Linked DNA regions of Triticum aestivum: region 2 is linked to region 1. The links are chromatin contacts, called in public Hi-C maps. All regions are on one chromosome and are shown on one strand. Each heading gives the region's core, a stretch centred on a gene start, on an enhancer-like site or on the middle of the called end of the contact. The rest is flanking DNA. Distances are from core to core; before and after follow the strand shown.

Evidence for each region. A called contact is a pair of places that touch in the nucleus more often than the background predicts.
Region 2: a Hi-C map of leaf shows a contact between it and region 1, with 2.3 times the contacts expected there. The contact joins the promoter of LOC123165805 here to the promoter of LOC123167890 in region 1. A contact is called at or near these places in 2 of 5 Hi-C or Micro-C datasets (both in leaf).

What each region holds. Positions count from the first base shown.
Region 1 is chr7D:537,415,519-537,422,656 of IWGSC CS RefSeq v2.1, forward strand. LOC123167890 (choline monooxygenase, chloroplastic) reads right to left here and starts at 4,120. Exons shown (of 10, transcript XM_044585752.1): 1 at 3,741-4,120; 2 at 2,946-2,991; 3 at 2,438-2,573; 4 at 1,798-1,872; 5 at 1,517-1,720; 6 at 1,322-1,417; 7 at 939-1,054; 8 at 762-855. The coding sequence starts at 3,996.
Region 2 is chr7D:537,546,734-537,553,871 of IWGSC CS RefSeq v2.1, forward strand. It overlaps LOC123165805 (leucine-rich repeat protein 2), which reads right to left and starts at 4,089. Exons shown (of 6, transcript XM_044583536.1): 1 at 3,732-4,089; 2 at 3,248-3,319; 3 at 3,013-3,156; 4 at 2,656-2,727; 5 at 2,495-2,566; 6 at 1,702-2,232. The coding sequence starts at 3,961. The coding sequence ends at 2,163.

The sequences.
Region 1 (7,138 bases), core at 2,870-5,369:
GCATATTTCAAGGATACTCCGTTTTAGATTGTAGCAATGTAACAAATCATTACTTGTTTCAGATGGAAACTTGATTAATATACGAAGATAACATCATCATCCGTTTGAAGACATCACTCGGCTTTTAGATCTTAGACCATTACCACCCTCTATTCTGAACGGGTTAGTCCCAAGCAAAGAAGAGGAGCACAGTTCCTCTGACTTTGGTTATTCCCAGCATTGCATTTCAGCTGAACAACGAAAACTCATCGCTACAGTAACTTCCACCCCCTACACTATGCTTCTCTGCCTCTGCCATGGGACGCAACTACTTTCTACTAGTATTGCCTATCAGGCACAAGTCGTTTGCGCTCTCTTAGCTCATTCTTAATGCAAATACACCCCCTCCAGGCATGTTCAAGAGTCAAACTCGAAAGCAGCCACATATGATATACAAAGTTACAAACATGTTTTTTTTTTTGCGGAGCAAAGTTAAAACATGTTGTACCCCTATTGATCTGTTCAGCGATAAAGTGGAGACGCTCTTCAAAACCAGTCTCATCTTATCAAGTGCAAGCAAGAAATAAGCACAATATATGTAACAAACAGGTGCTCATGTTTGCAATCAAACTACTATCACAATAATGTGCCACCCGAGCTGTGTAAATAATAAAGAATGAAAGATACCATGTTATGTTATTGAGATGTGAGAACATACAGACAGTACATAAGTATGTACTGAAAAACATAAAATGGATATGTGAGATCAGGAGAATATATACCAGAAGAGATTCGTTCAGAAAATAATCAAAAACCACTTTACACCTGGTTGCATCCAATGGAACAGCTAGATTAGTGTCCATCCATGGACCATACCTGAAAATTATTAGTTAGTCACATCTGTATGCATCTAACGCAAGCAAGTCGAAATGACAAGTTCTGAGGGATGCCCATCACACCTATTGATCATAAAGTTTGGATAAACAAAGGCATATGTAGCTTTCGTCCCTAAGCGATCAATGTCTTGTTCTTCTGGGGCACTTTCACATCTTTGAACACTAACTTTTTCATATGTCTGGAGATAAGTACATGCTAATTAAAAGTCATCCTAAAAAAAGCAAAACCACAAAGGTTCCAAGGAAATAATTCAGTATTGCAGTGGCATTGGTTCAGGTATGAAGATTAATAAAAAGGTAATAACTCGATAATTTCAACACACACAAAAAGAGAGAATATTTATACTGGTTATGAAAACATATTACTAGTTGAGACCAAGTACCTATGCCTAAACAAATATTATCAAGAGGAAAACTGCAGAAGAAAAGGGGTTTACAAACAATACAAGTGTTTCGTAGGATTGAAGCTGAAGGCCAGATGCAAGGGCCCCATGTGCATATGGAACATGATATCCACCATCTAGATAGTTGTCACAAAATACCTGCATGAAAAAAAATACAATGGGCATAAAATATAAACTCAAGAGAATCTCATTGCTTCAGTAACATCATCAAAATAGCAGACATAAAAAAAATTAAACCTTCCAGTTACATTCGATAATATATTCTCGCCTGCAAATATGGGGTAGTGAAGTGTCAATGCCACTTCTACTCAACAGATCTGAAGCACTACCCAGCCATTCATCGCCCACCACATCATCAACAGTATCTTGAGAGGAATCATCAAATCTGGCCAGCACAAAAGGTCCCCATGTAGCCACCTTAATTGGTAAAAGACCGAAATCCTGTTTCCAGAAAGAAGCATAAGTTGCAATTTTGTGAGATTGAGAAGCATAAAGGCTCAAAAGGAGTTGTGCTATACATTCTTGTTGAAGTTCTTGATTCCTGATATTCTTGTAGCTTTCAGGAGGGTACCATCTAAACCGTATGTCCAACCCTAAAAATTTATATAGCTAGTTAGCTACTGAGTCACAAAAAATAAGGCAAATAAAAACAAATGATATGATGATGAAGTTCAGTTTCAGCCAACCTAGCAGAGGCTTCACCACACTTAGTTCCCTCAGAAATGATAATTACACTAATACACATATGAAATCCACTGATGTTGTGTTGTTTTGTTGCCATAGTTTCTAGTTCAGGCAGTTCTGCAGAGACACCAAGAAGCTGGGGGTCCAACTAAAATAGCACCGGATTTCTTTGGAATTCAACTTGAAACGTTTAATCCTCACATGGGACATGTGGATGTATTCCCTCATTGTCATATTTACATTTTGAACTATCCTTAGTTAATACTTAATAGCATGTGGATTCCATCCCATGAAAATTTTCAACTAAACAACTTTTGATGAAAAGTTATGTGGATGTGGCCACATTTCTTACCTCAGATGTCAATAAGCGAAGTATTCAGATGACTATCCTAGAAAGTCGAAGAAAAATTATGGCATATAAGTACAGACCGCAGGTATGTACCATATCTACAAGGTGTTTATTAAGGAACTCACGTGATAAGGGCATTGGAAGCAAGTCTTCTGACCACTTCCACATGCGAGGAGTGAGGCATGATGACGGCACACATTGTGAAAAGCTTGAAGTTTCCCATTTGCATCCCGGCATATGACAAATTCTACATTTCCAAGGCTGTTGGTTCACCTTGTTAGATGATTGAAATTAGCAACCTCCAGCATGAATTATCTTCTTTACAATAATTTGGAGGTAACCATGACTGGAAGTTTTAAATTTTCAAACAAGTGGTGTGCATGCAGATCCTTGTTTTAGAAAAAGAAAAGGTCTAGCGGGGGGTGGGGGGGAGGGGGGGCGGGGGCGCTAAACCCACCTGAACAATTTCCATTAAGCCAAATATTTTTGGCAAATTCAGTTGCAGATTACATGGTGGGAAGTTCTAGAAATATTATAAGAACACTTACACTTATAAAAGGTTTGCACATCAGATACTGTAGAAAGTGTAGAATTTATTCAGGTCGAAGAAGCATTAAAGCAAGATGCAATCACCTTCCAGTGAAGAAATCATTTGGGTTCTTGACTTGTCCTATGTGACCTGGAAAAGAAGCATGCAAGTCGGCACCATGTAACCTCTCAGTAAGGAACTACAGAGTTTAACTAATGAAAACAGATAAACACAAATTGTACTAATGGTATTCCTTCCATTGATTAATATAAGGCATAAATTCTAAAGATTGTTTGAACAAATATAGGGCATACATGTAAAAGTAAATGATGTTTCCCAACTATTCCCCTATTTAATTTCTTTCCCATTTGCATTTGTTCATCGCCACCGCCCACCCACACCACATATTGTCTAATATTTTTCCAAATCAAGTACGGGAGTCCTAGGAGAGGGTACTTGAAAGATTTATATAACACAACAGACAGAGTAAAGCAATCAGTGAGTCATTGGCACACTAGAAAATGTCGGGCAGTAACCAGTAAACATTGAAGTGAGCAATGTTATCAACGATATCGCAATTCGCTATGAGCCAGCGAGGCTCAAGTGGACGGTCACTCCAGGAGTCCAGTCCAGGAACTCCTGTTACAAAACTAGAAATATGTTAACATTTCGATAGGAAGTGATTTACTCCCATACGGGCACCTTGCCCATGATCCCAATTAGTTAGTCACGGGACCTGATCGCCAAAGACCTGGACTATCCATTTCAAGCTAGTGAACACTCAGCCGTCAGTGCAACTGTCACTGTGTGCAGAAAAGTAATCTGTCGCCAATGAAACAGCCAGCGACTGTTCCTCCTGAAAATTGGAAGGAAATTTCCAGGGAATCGAGTGCGCGTACCAACGGCCTGCCACCCGCGGAGGAAGACGCGGTCGAGCTCGAGCCGGAGGAACCCCGGGTCGGTGTACCACCCGCTCGGCGGCGTCACCGCGGAGGCCAGCGGGATCGCCGGGTCGAACTCGACGGCGAGCCGCCGCGCGGGCTCGCCCGACGCCGACGCCGACGCCGCGGCGGCCACGCGGGACGGCGCGGCGCGGCGGGCCCTGGCGCGGGCGGCTACGGAGGACGACAGGGCTAGGGATTGCGCGATCGCCATCGCCGGCCCTGGCAAGCCGCGTGCGGGTTGGGAGGAATTGGAGTGGGGGAGTAGCCGGCCGGCCGTCAGTGCCTTCCCCTGCGTTTTGTCGTTCTCGGTTGGTGCTCTGCTTAGCGATGGACGAGGAAAAAGTTTTTTTTTTTGAAGAATCAAGAAAGGAGCTCGTTCGTAGGTTCTCGCTGTACGTTCTGCGGAATAAACAACAGGCCACCGCCAGGTTGGCTGGGCCAAGAAAAAGGCTTGGTTGCTTCCGTCAGCCTTTCCCTAAGAAAACAAAGATTGGCCAGGCCTTATTGCAAAAGATTGAGGTTTAACTTGGGCCCATTCGGCCTGGTTCTTCTGGGCTAAACCCTGGTCATTCTTCGGGACGGGCAGGTTTCAGGGCATGAACCAAGGGGCATCACCTAGGTGTGGTCTGTTCTCAAAAAAAAAAAAAAAAACCTAGGTGTGGTCTCAGCCTTCACCTAAGAAAAAAATTGGTGAGGCCACCGGATGGATATTTCCCATCCAACACAAGCACCATCTCCTAGTGGTCCACCTATCTCTCTCCATGACTACCTTTTTTACTTTGGATCCAAACAAAAGTAGCTCTCTCTCCTTCATTCCTTTCTTTCTCTTTGCTTTTTGCAGTGAGGCAATCGGTTCTTCTGCAAGAGCCCGCTTGGTTCTGCAAGCGACTGCCTTTTTGATTTTCTCCTCCACGCGAGCTGCTTGTCCGACGTGTATCCGCCGAGCACCTTGATACATCTCCAGCGTATTTATAACTTATAAAGTATACATGCTATTATATTATCAACCTTGGATGTTTTATATGCATTTATATGCTATTTTATATGGTTTTTGGGACTAACCTATTAACCTAGAGCCCAATGCCAGTTTCTGTTTTTTCCTTGCTTTTAGAATATCGCAGAAAAGGGAAACCAAACGGAGCCCAATTGACCTGAAACTTGACGGCGCTTTTTTGGACCAGAAAAAGGCCATGGAGTAAAAGAGTTGGGCCAGAAGAGTCCCGGGCTGCCCACGAGGGTGGGAGGCATGCCCACCCCCTAGGCGCGCCCCCTACCTCGTGGACAGCCCGGAAAACCCCTTGACTTGTTCTCGACGCCAAAACCTCTTATATATATTTATACATATATATATATATATATACATACATATATATATATATACATATATATATATATATATATATATATATATATATATATATATATAAACCTCCAGAAATTAACCTAGATCGAAAGTTCCGCCGCCGCAAGCCTCTGTAGCCACGAGATTTTTTTTCGAGAAAACGCAAAAGAGTTGCGTTTCATTGCATTGAACAGGAAGACATCGGGGGTACAACCTCCAGAAAGGAGGGACACACACACACGCACACGCACACGCACACACACACACAAACGATCGTCCTCACCAAGTGACTACAGCTAGGTGAGGAGGTGCCCTCAACTACAGACACGCAACGACATTAGGCCTCGCCTAGCCTTGCCTCTAGCCAAAATGGCGAAGCACCGAGACTCGGAGCAACAGGGTAGCATCACTGCCATTGCCAGGCACTTTCAGGGACGAATGCAGCTTCAGGACTGCCCAAGCCGACGTACCTCGCACCCATGTGCCTAGAGAGTCGGCGGGTGAAAAGCAGGGCCTGATTGGAACTGGTGTAGCATTCATTGGGGAGCGCCGGCGCAGGCAAACGTTGCGACCTGCTCCTTGTGTAGCAGTCTACGCCAGAGCGATGCATCGCCAACCACCATCTGCCGCATCAAGTACTCCACTTGCAGCCAAAGCAGCGCCATCAAGAGGGGAACAGCGTTGAGACGCCGCCGCTGCCCGGTCCGGGAGGCCGGACCTAGGATTTCTCCCGGTGTTCGAGGAGGAGGTCCGGTCAGGGTCATGCCAACGCCTCCAAGGAGGTGACGGCACCCTCGGGCGTCGCCGTTGACAGCGCAGGCCGTCGCCGCGCGGGGATTTCGCCCCGACCCAAGAACGAAGACCTCAGATGCAATGGCAGACCGGGCATGGCGAAGAATCGTCGTAGAAGACCAACACACATGGGGGAAGGCTAGAAACGTTGTCGTCGCAGGAGTGGGCACCGACCAGCGCAGCTCCAGCAGGCCGGCCACCGCCGGGAGCGCGTCCAGCAGGTGGCAGCAGCCACCTGCACCGCGCCGCCACCGCGCTGGCCCCCAGCCTCCGCCGCCAGGATCCGCCGGGGCACAGAGGAGCAGCAACCGTCAGGGTCGCCGCACGCGTGCTTACTAACCCAGCGGCAACCGCCGGCGGCGGCCGGGAGGGGTGGGAGGAGGGAGAGGGGTGGGTGGGGGCAGAGTGATTGTCGCCGGCCTGGGCGGGCTCGTGCGGCCCAGATCTGGGCGCCCTCAACTCTGCCGCACGCATCAGCGGCCGGCGGCCGCCATGGCAGCGCCACCTCGCACGCAGTCCACGCCATCTCTACCTCCCCGCGAGCAGACGGCCGCCCGCCGCTCCAGCGCGCCCAGCAGAAGCGCGCGAGCACGCGAACGAGGGCCCCGCCGCCGCCGTCCACCGGTGAGGGCTTTGCCCGCCGGCATCCTCCGGCGACGGCGAGGGAAGGGAGGGGAAGGAGGGGAGCCTGGGCGGCGGCTAGGGTTTCGCCTCCCGAGTCGCCCTGGGAGCGACGCGGGGGCTCGAGGGGCTCCCAAAACCGACGGGGTAGCCACGAGAAATCAATCTAGGCCCTCTCTGGCACCCTGCCGGAGGGGGCCATCATCACCAGAGGCCATGGAGGAGGATCCCGGAGGGGCCATCATCTCCATGAAGGCCAAGGACCAGAGGAAGAACCTCTCCCCATCTAGGGGGGAGGCCATGGCGGAGGAAGCACAAGGGGGAGAACCTCTCCTCCTTTCTCTCGGTGGCGCCGGAGTGCCATCGGGAGGGGAATAATCGCTGCGGTGATTGTCTTCATTGTTGGGGAACGTAGTAATTTCAAAAAAAATTCTACACACACGCAAGATCATGGTGATGCATAACAACGAGAGGGGAGAGTGTGTCCACGTACCCTCGTAGACCGAAAGCGGAAGCGTTAGCACAACGCGGTTGATGTAGTCGTACGTCTTCACGATCCGACCGATCAAGTACCGAACGCACGGCACCTCCGAGTTCT
Region 2 (7,138 bases), core at 2,839-5,338, 130 kb after region 1:
TAGGCTCTGGTAATTGAATTCTTGGTGTAGACAAAGAGGAAGGAGGGCGGTTTGTTTGAACTTTGAAACAAGCCGAGTGGAGATGGTGGGGCAAATCCGAAGGGGCGAGCAGTTATGAGCCAGACAGTGCGCGTCGGGCTGCACGGGGGCGGAGGCCCGTGGAGACGGTTCCTAACTCGTGTTTTGGATCGAACGTGTTTAGCAATGTATCTGGACCATAGAAAAACTAATATGTGGGCAGGATGCTGTTTTGGATCTCCGCACTTCGTGCTTTTATAGGGGTAATAGTAGATTCTTGAGTGCATTTTTCGTGTTTAACATGCCTTTTATTTAGGAGCTGGTGAAGTCAAACAACTGGCTGAAGCTGAAAATTTGTAGAGGATGATATAACATAATCTGGAGCTTTCAAGAGTACGCCTATCTCTACTACTCCCTCTGTCCTAAAATATAAGAACGTTTTTAACACTACACTAGTGTCAAAAACGTTCTTATATTATAGGACGGAGGGAGTACTATAAAGCCACATTTTCATCATTTGTCCCTCCCGTCCTACGATGCCCTATTATTATTCAACTCGTTGGTCGTCTGTTTCTTGTACATAGAAACCGCGCCTAGTTAGTCTGGCGTTCTCGTTACAAAATCCAATCCTTCTAAATTGGGAAGAGTTTTATCTGTTAAGATATGAGTGGGTTATCTTGTGGGCTTTGATTATTTGATTACTGGAGGTGATTTCCTCTGTAAATAAATAGAATAGCAATGTCAATCTCTTTCAAAGGGAAGTGTCAGATCAGTTGATTATCCTCAAAAAGGATATATATGAATAATTCAACTTCTGGGAGTTCATGAATCTGGAAATAAGTGCATGTTAAATAGCCCTAATTGAGAGCTTCTGCCATGCATACACTTTTTTAACCATGAATGTGTTGTGGTTTTTCATCAGGCGGCGTTAGAAGATCAGCGCACATGAAAGTGGCTTGTGGCATCATAGTGAAAGATGTGGTTGCGGCGCTTGAGATAGAGCGTCAGATGTCGAAATCATCTTTGCTACTCAGGTTACATGGTAGACAGCCGGCAGAACCAGCTGCAAAATACTTGCCTAATTTTGCTGTCATTGTTGCATGCCATGTGTTCTCCTAGACAACTGGAGATGCATCTTCTCTGAGAGTAGAACGACTGATATGAGAGTTCCATCTGTCAAGCGATAATCAATTTTGAAGGCATTTAGAAACAACAGTGCACCAGCATTTTTTCTATCTCACAGGATCGCTATGCAGGCACGATTTTTATTTCTGATTCTCCAGTTCTCTTCTGTAATCTTGTCTTAGTCTTCAGTGTCAGGTAACTATAGTTAGCATGAAAAGCAACACAACACCATGCTCACCGGTTGAATAGAAAGTGGTTTTCACAGATGCTTCATGCTTACATGACTACTGGGTGGGATATCAATGGTTCATTCATGTTAGCTCCAACAGAAAAGCATTAAAATTACTAGTTTGGTTCAGTTAAGTTGAATCTGATTGTTCGGAAGCATTAAAATATTGGATCCAAATGATACAGATTACCACTGATCCAAATGATACAGATTACCACTGATTCATGTATGCAAAGTAGCCTCGTCTCCTGTAACGGGTTGTCCTCGCTACAATTGCTGCCACCATCCGGGCAACTGCTGGAGCTCATGTTTATCGATGTCACTTAACATTGTGCCACTGTACATATTGTACATTTCATGGATGAATAAAGTCTTCATATTGTTTTGCACTACAATGCTTGTACTTCAACCATACTAACATAGCAAAGAGATGTGGATCGTTTGTAGATAAAACTTGAGATACATTCTTCATCAGCTCGGATTTAGTTCCGAACTGGCAAAGGCTTGCTAAGTGGACCCAAGCGGTCAGCTTAGCTGCGGTACTAAGCAGCTTATTACAATTTACAATACGGCAATAACAATCGATCAAGCTAAGACTTCTCACACCCCATTCTTTTCCTTCTGCGGTCTGAGTACCGAACGCAGACCCTATGCTCACATACCTTCTTCATCTTCTGCTGCATGTATCGCAAGCCATACATGTTGTAGTGCTAGGCTCCATACTATTTGTTGTACTACTATATTTTTTTTGCCTTCCTTCCACGTGCATTGTCGTGTGCGTCGGCGCTTCCTAGCATCCAAAGTCATAGGAAACCAATCCTTGCAGCTCTGGGCCGTTCAGCCTGCTGTTGTTCTCGAAGCTGGAAAAATAACAGTTATGTCTTATTAGCCATTCATCGCATCAACCCGATATGAGAGCTATCAACTTATGAATGACTGAGCAGTCGGAAAAAAAAGTCATGAGACACGACCTCAAATACCATCATCATAACATTTCTAGTATATGCAATCATGAAAAACTAGACCATCGCCCTTACGAATTACAGTACAAATGTCTGAGCTTTTTAGGACTCCAGATGCACATTGGTTCCACAAAACATGCTAGTGGCCTTTGAGATATACCTTCGAAGAGGGAAGCTTGAGAATGGACCATCGACGGGGATCGTCCCACATAAGTCATTGTTAGACAAATCACTGCATGTCACAATGACTTAAAGTCAGCGACCATAGAGAATCAACAGCACAACTAAATCTGGTATACATATGTTAAGATGCACACTCACATGACTTTCAGGTTGGAGAGTTTGGCCAGCTCCCGTGGAATTGATCCAGCAAGTTTGTTGTTGTTCAAACGCCTATAAGAAATTGCTTTAGTATTCACTTGGGGAAAATTGTTCATATATGAATTAAGAGAGACAAACTTAGGCCCTTTTCATACATTTAATGCTTAACTATGCCAAAAGCAAAATTTTAAATTGCATTTCAGTTTATTCAGAATTACGGGCACAACTTCCCAGCCATTTTGGGTATATCACTTGGACTAAAGAAAGATGCCATGAATTAGTACTAGTTTTTTTAGAGGGGGCATTTGTAGTTATGTGCTGTGGAGGAATTAAGTGCAATCAGAGAATAATACATACATGAATCTCAGTGAGCCGAGCTTGGAAAGCGACTTGGGGATTCTTCCGGTAAGCTTATTGGCATACAGATCCAAGCTGATCAAATTCTTCAGCTTGCCCAACTCTTTTGGAATCTCGCCATTGAGGTTGTTCCTGTACAGCTCCCTGCAAATCAAGTTTCGATTGAGAAAACCAAACCATTTTGTTCCGTCCGACTAACACAAACGGTGGAATTCATCATCGTAGGGGCACATACAGGTACTGAAGATTAACAAGGCGGCTGAGCTCGGGGCCGATGGAGCCGGAGACGTTGGAGTTGCCTAAATCCCTGCACAAATTTGCCACAAAGACCGTCAGACAACACGGTCATCCAACCAGCAGGATGCAATATTGTTGAACTATGACAGACAGACGCCATGTTATTGATTACGCTTGCAAGTTATTCATTTTTTTCATAAAAAATCGGCCCTTCTGAACAGTGATGTGATTATTCAGTTATTGCTTAAGCTAGCTATCTCCCTTGAACAAGAAGCAAGTCGAAGACCAAAGAGCATCAATATCCTTGACACTTGCCAGCACGCAAGCAAAAATAATAAAAAATTGAGCAAGCAATTTGACCTAGTAACCAAAATCGAGCTGGGATTCTGGGCCAATCTGAGCAAGCGCGGGGAAACCCTGGAAGATGAAAGCTTGATTGGGCGGAGCTGGGCGAGAGGGAGAGGGGAAGGGCTGTCGCTTACAGGCGGACGACGCGGCTGGCGGTGTCGCAGGTGACGTGGAACCAGGTGCAGGGGTTGACGAGGGTGGGATCCCAGCTCTGGAGCACGCCGTTGGGGTCCGACAGCCGCATCCGCAGCGCGTACAGCGCGTCCCCCTCCTCGTTGGACGCCCGCGCCGCGCCGGCCGCCAGGCCCAGCAGCAGGGCGGCGCCGACGAGGAGGAGGGAGGAGGAGGGCACGCGAGGCGCCATGGCGGCGAGGAGAGGCCGGGCGCGGGGTAGATCGACGGGGCTGCTGCTGCTCTCCTCTGCTCTGCTGTAGCGTGGGAGGAGGGGGAGGAGGACGGGCGGTTGTGGAAATGGGGAAGGCGCTGCGTGACCGAGTGGTGTGGTCAATACGGCAAAAGGAGGGTACGAGTCCACGGTCAAACTTTGGACGGAGCACGCGGAGGAATCAATTTATCTGCAGAGGCTCACTGGGGTGGAAGCTGCGTCAGTAATGAAAAGTGAGGAGGACACAAGGTAGAGAATAAAAGAAAAAAAGCTGGAACGGACCGATCAAAAAGCTTGTACATGGGGCTGAAAGATACGATGCAGGCGAAAGCAATTTCATGATCTCACGAACCATGATGCGGCAAAATTTCATGTTTTGACCCTTTTGAAGAAGCTGTTGATCCTCGCTTGCAAAAATTTCGAAATCTGATCCTTTTCCTACTGCCAAGGGACATGGCGGTAGGGTATAACAGCCTACGGTCAAGCTTCATGGCAGTAGGGTTGCACGCCCTGCCGCAAAAAAATTCTAAGTTTCAGACACAATGCGTGTGCACACCTATCGTCGTGCACCTTGGCGGTAGGGTTACACATGCTACCGCCATTTCCTGTGGCGGTAGGGATGCATTGCGCTGACGTGGTCAAGTTCCTTACCGACAGGGGCCTTGATGGTAGGCTGCTATACCCTACCGCCATACTCCCTGGCGGTAGGGAAAGGGTCAGATCCCAATTTTTTTTGTAAATTAGGGTGAACAACTTCTTCAAAAGGGTCAAAACACGAAATTTAGCCCCATGATGCCGAAGTTATACACATCAGACCTCACTGAGAATTTCCTACTAGACATGATATGCTCAGGATCCATATAACCACCGCAAGATTAAAGTTGAATTTACATCTGAATTGCAAAAAATCTTTAAAGTCTCGATAGAACATTTAAAATCGAAGTCTCAGTGAATATAGTTTTAGAGAAAATAGACCTCGGCTCGAGGCATTTTCTCTACCCCTTTCTTACCCTGAAAAAACAGGGTCACCGACCAAGCTATTTGTTGGCATGTACTCGTAGACAAGAATCATCTCTTTCTTGTTGAATTTGAAACCCCAGAGATCCCTTTTCCCTTTGAATGCAAAACCAAAGTGACCTAATTACATTTCTGTTTTGAAGATTTGCAATTATTTCAATCTCAATAGTGAATTCTGTTGAGCCTTGAGTTGATGATGATGTGAATCTTTTGACGGCAATCTCAGTCCCGCTAGATAGTTTTCCCCAAAACATCCATATCAAGTTCGAGAAACAAATATCAACTTCTCTTTGGTGGACGAAGAAAGACAGATGTATCTAGCCCCTCTTTTCACTAAGCACGGCATATCTAAAGACTCAAGGGATCTCAAGACTCTTATTTACAATACAGGAAATCAAAAGTGAATATAATCTGAGTACATAATGGAACATAACCGATCAAAATTTAGGCTCATGATAGAAAATAACGCCACTATGAAAGACACGTACAATCTTATCTGATTCCCCTTCATCATTTTGTTAAGGGTAGTAGCCTAGTAGTGTGTGGGTGTACTTTAACTGCCTAAAAAGAAACAATAATAGAATAACTAAGGCTGCTTCATAAATGACATAAAGGATAATAGTACCTTGTAAACACAACCAAAAGCACTGTATCCAACCACGTTATCCAATTTAAATTTTATGTAAACTTTTCGACCTGGGAGAGTTAGAATAGAATGACAACCGTCGTGAACGTCCTTCTTCAAGTAGGTTCTTGCCCATAGCAACTCCTTTGATCCATAGAGCTCAAATTTGTTTATAGTGGAATGGCAACAGTCGTGAAAAAAGTTGAAACAAATTGGTTGGTATTTAAATTGGGCCAACCTGATCATTAAGTTAACATGAGCTCGGATTTGTTTATAGTGGAATAGGGGGAATAGAACTGAACAAGCACAAATTTCATTTATAATAATAATACTTAACAAAAGCATGTGCTCTGAATTACATAACCAAAACAACATTATTTTGAGTAGGACCCATCCCTACTCCTCATTTTCTAAATAACGAAGCAAACTAAGACAACAAACTAAAAAAACAAAATTATATTGTGCAATATAGAATGTTTCTTTGGAGAAGACCTAAATGTGTAACTGGTGAATATAATTACCCCGCAAAAAAATAATGAATATAATTACTTGATAATTGTTCTTTATTATATCTGTCAAGTTCTTATTTGCTCCCTAAAGTCTTGATTCAACAATCTCAGTTGCGGCTTAAATCCTGAAATTTGTAATCCAATGCATAAAGAAATAAGATGTAAGCTTCTGGGGATAACATTCAAGTGTTGTGATTAATGAAAGAGGTAATATCACTAGTAGTCATAGAACTTGCGCTGCATGTTCAGTTTGATGCTAAAACTTTAAAAATACAGATTTATAGTCATCTAACTTGTTGTTTGGTGCAAATACGGTGCTTTGTACTATATCCGGACGTACAACGGCCAGCCTGCGTGGCATGCCAGCATGGGGTGCCCACATGTCTTTGGGTGGGAGTAAAAAAAAATCAGATAACTCCCTGAATTATTTTAATTACATAAAAAGCCTAGGTGAGACCCACTGTCAGTAAACAGTATACAAGAGAAAAATAAGAGGTGACGGGGATCGATCCCAAGACCTACTGGAGGTGCTAGCACACTGTCAACAAGCGTGCCCAATGACATCCGATGGGTGCTAACGATAACGAGGTTTTATATACTGTCAGCTCTAATGTTCTATAATCACTGTAGCCCATTATATTATGCACCTTTGAATTTTGTTTAGAAATTTGTATGTAAATTATGATCTCAGTAGTAAAAATAATGTTTAAATTTTCGTGTGTTATATTGTAAATACAAACAAAATAAATTTCTTTCCAAACTGTTCATGTATTATTTAAAAATATTTATATATTGAAAACAATATATTTATGACTTAGATTTGTTTTGTATAATTTAAAATAATACAAATATTTGTAAAATTAGAATTTAGAAATATTAATTTAACTATACAAACATTTCAATAATTATACGCACATTTGCACAGTTCAATGTTCGTAAAAATATTCATAATTTAAAATTTAAATTGTTGACATGAATATTCAGTCGTGTCTAACATAACACACA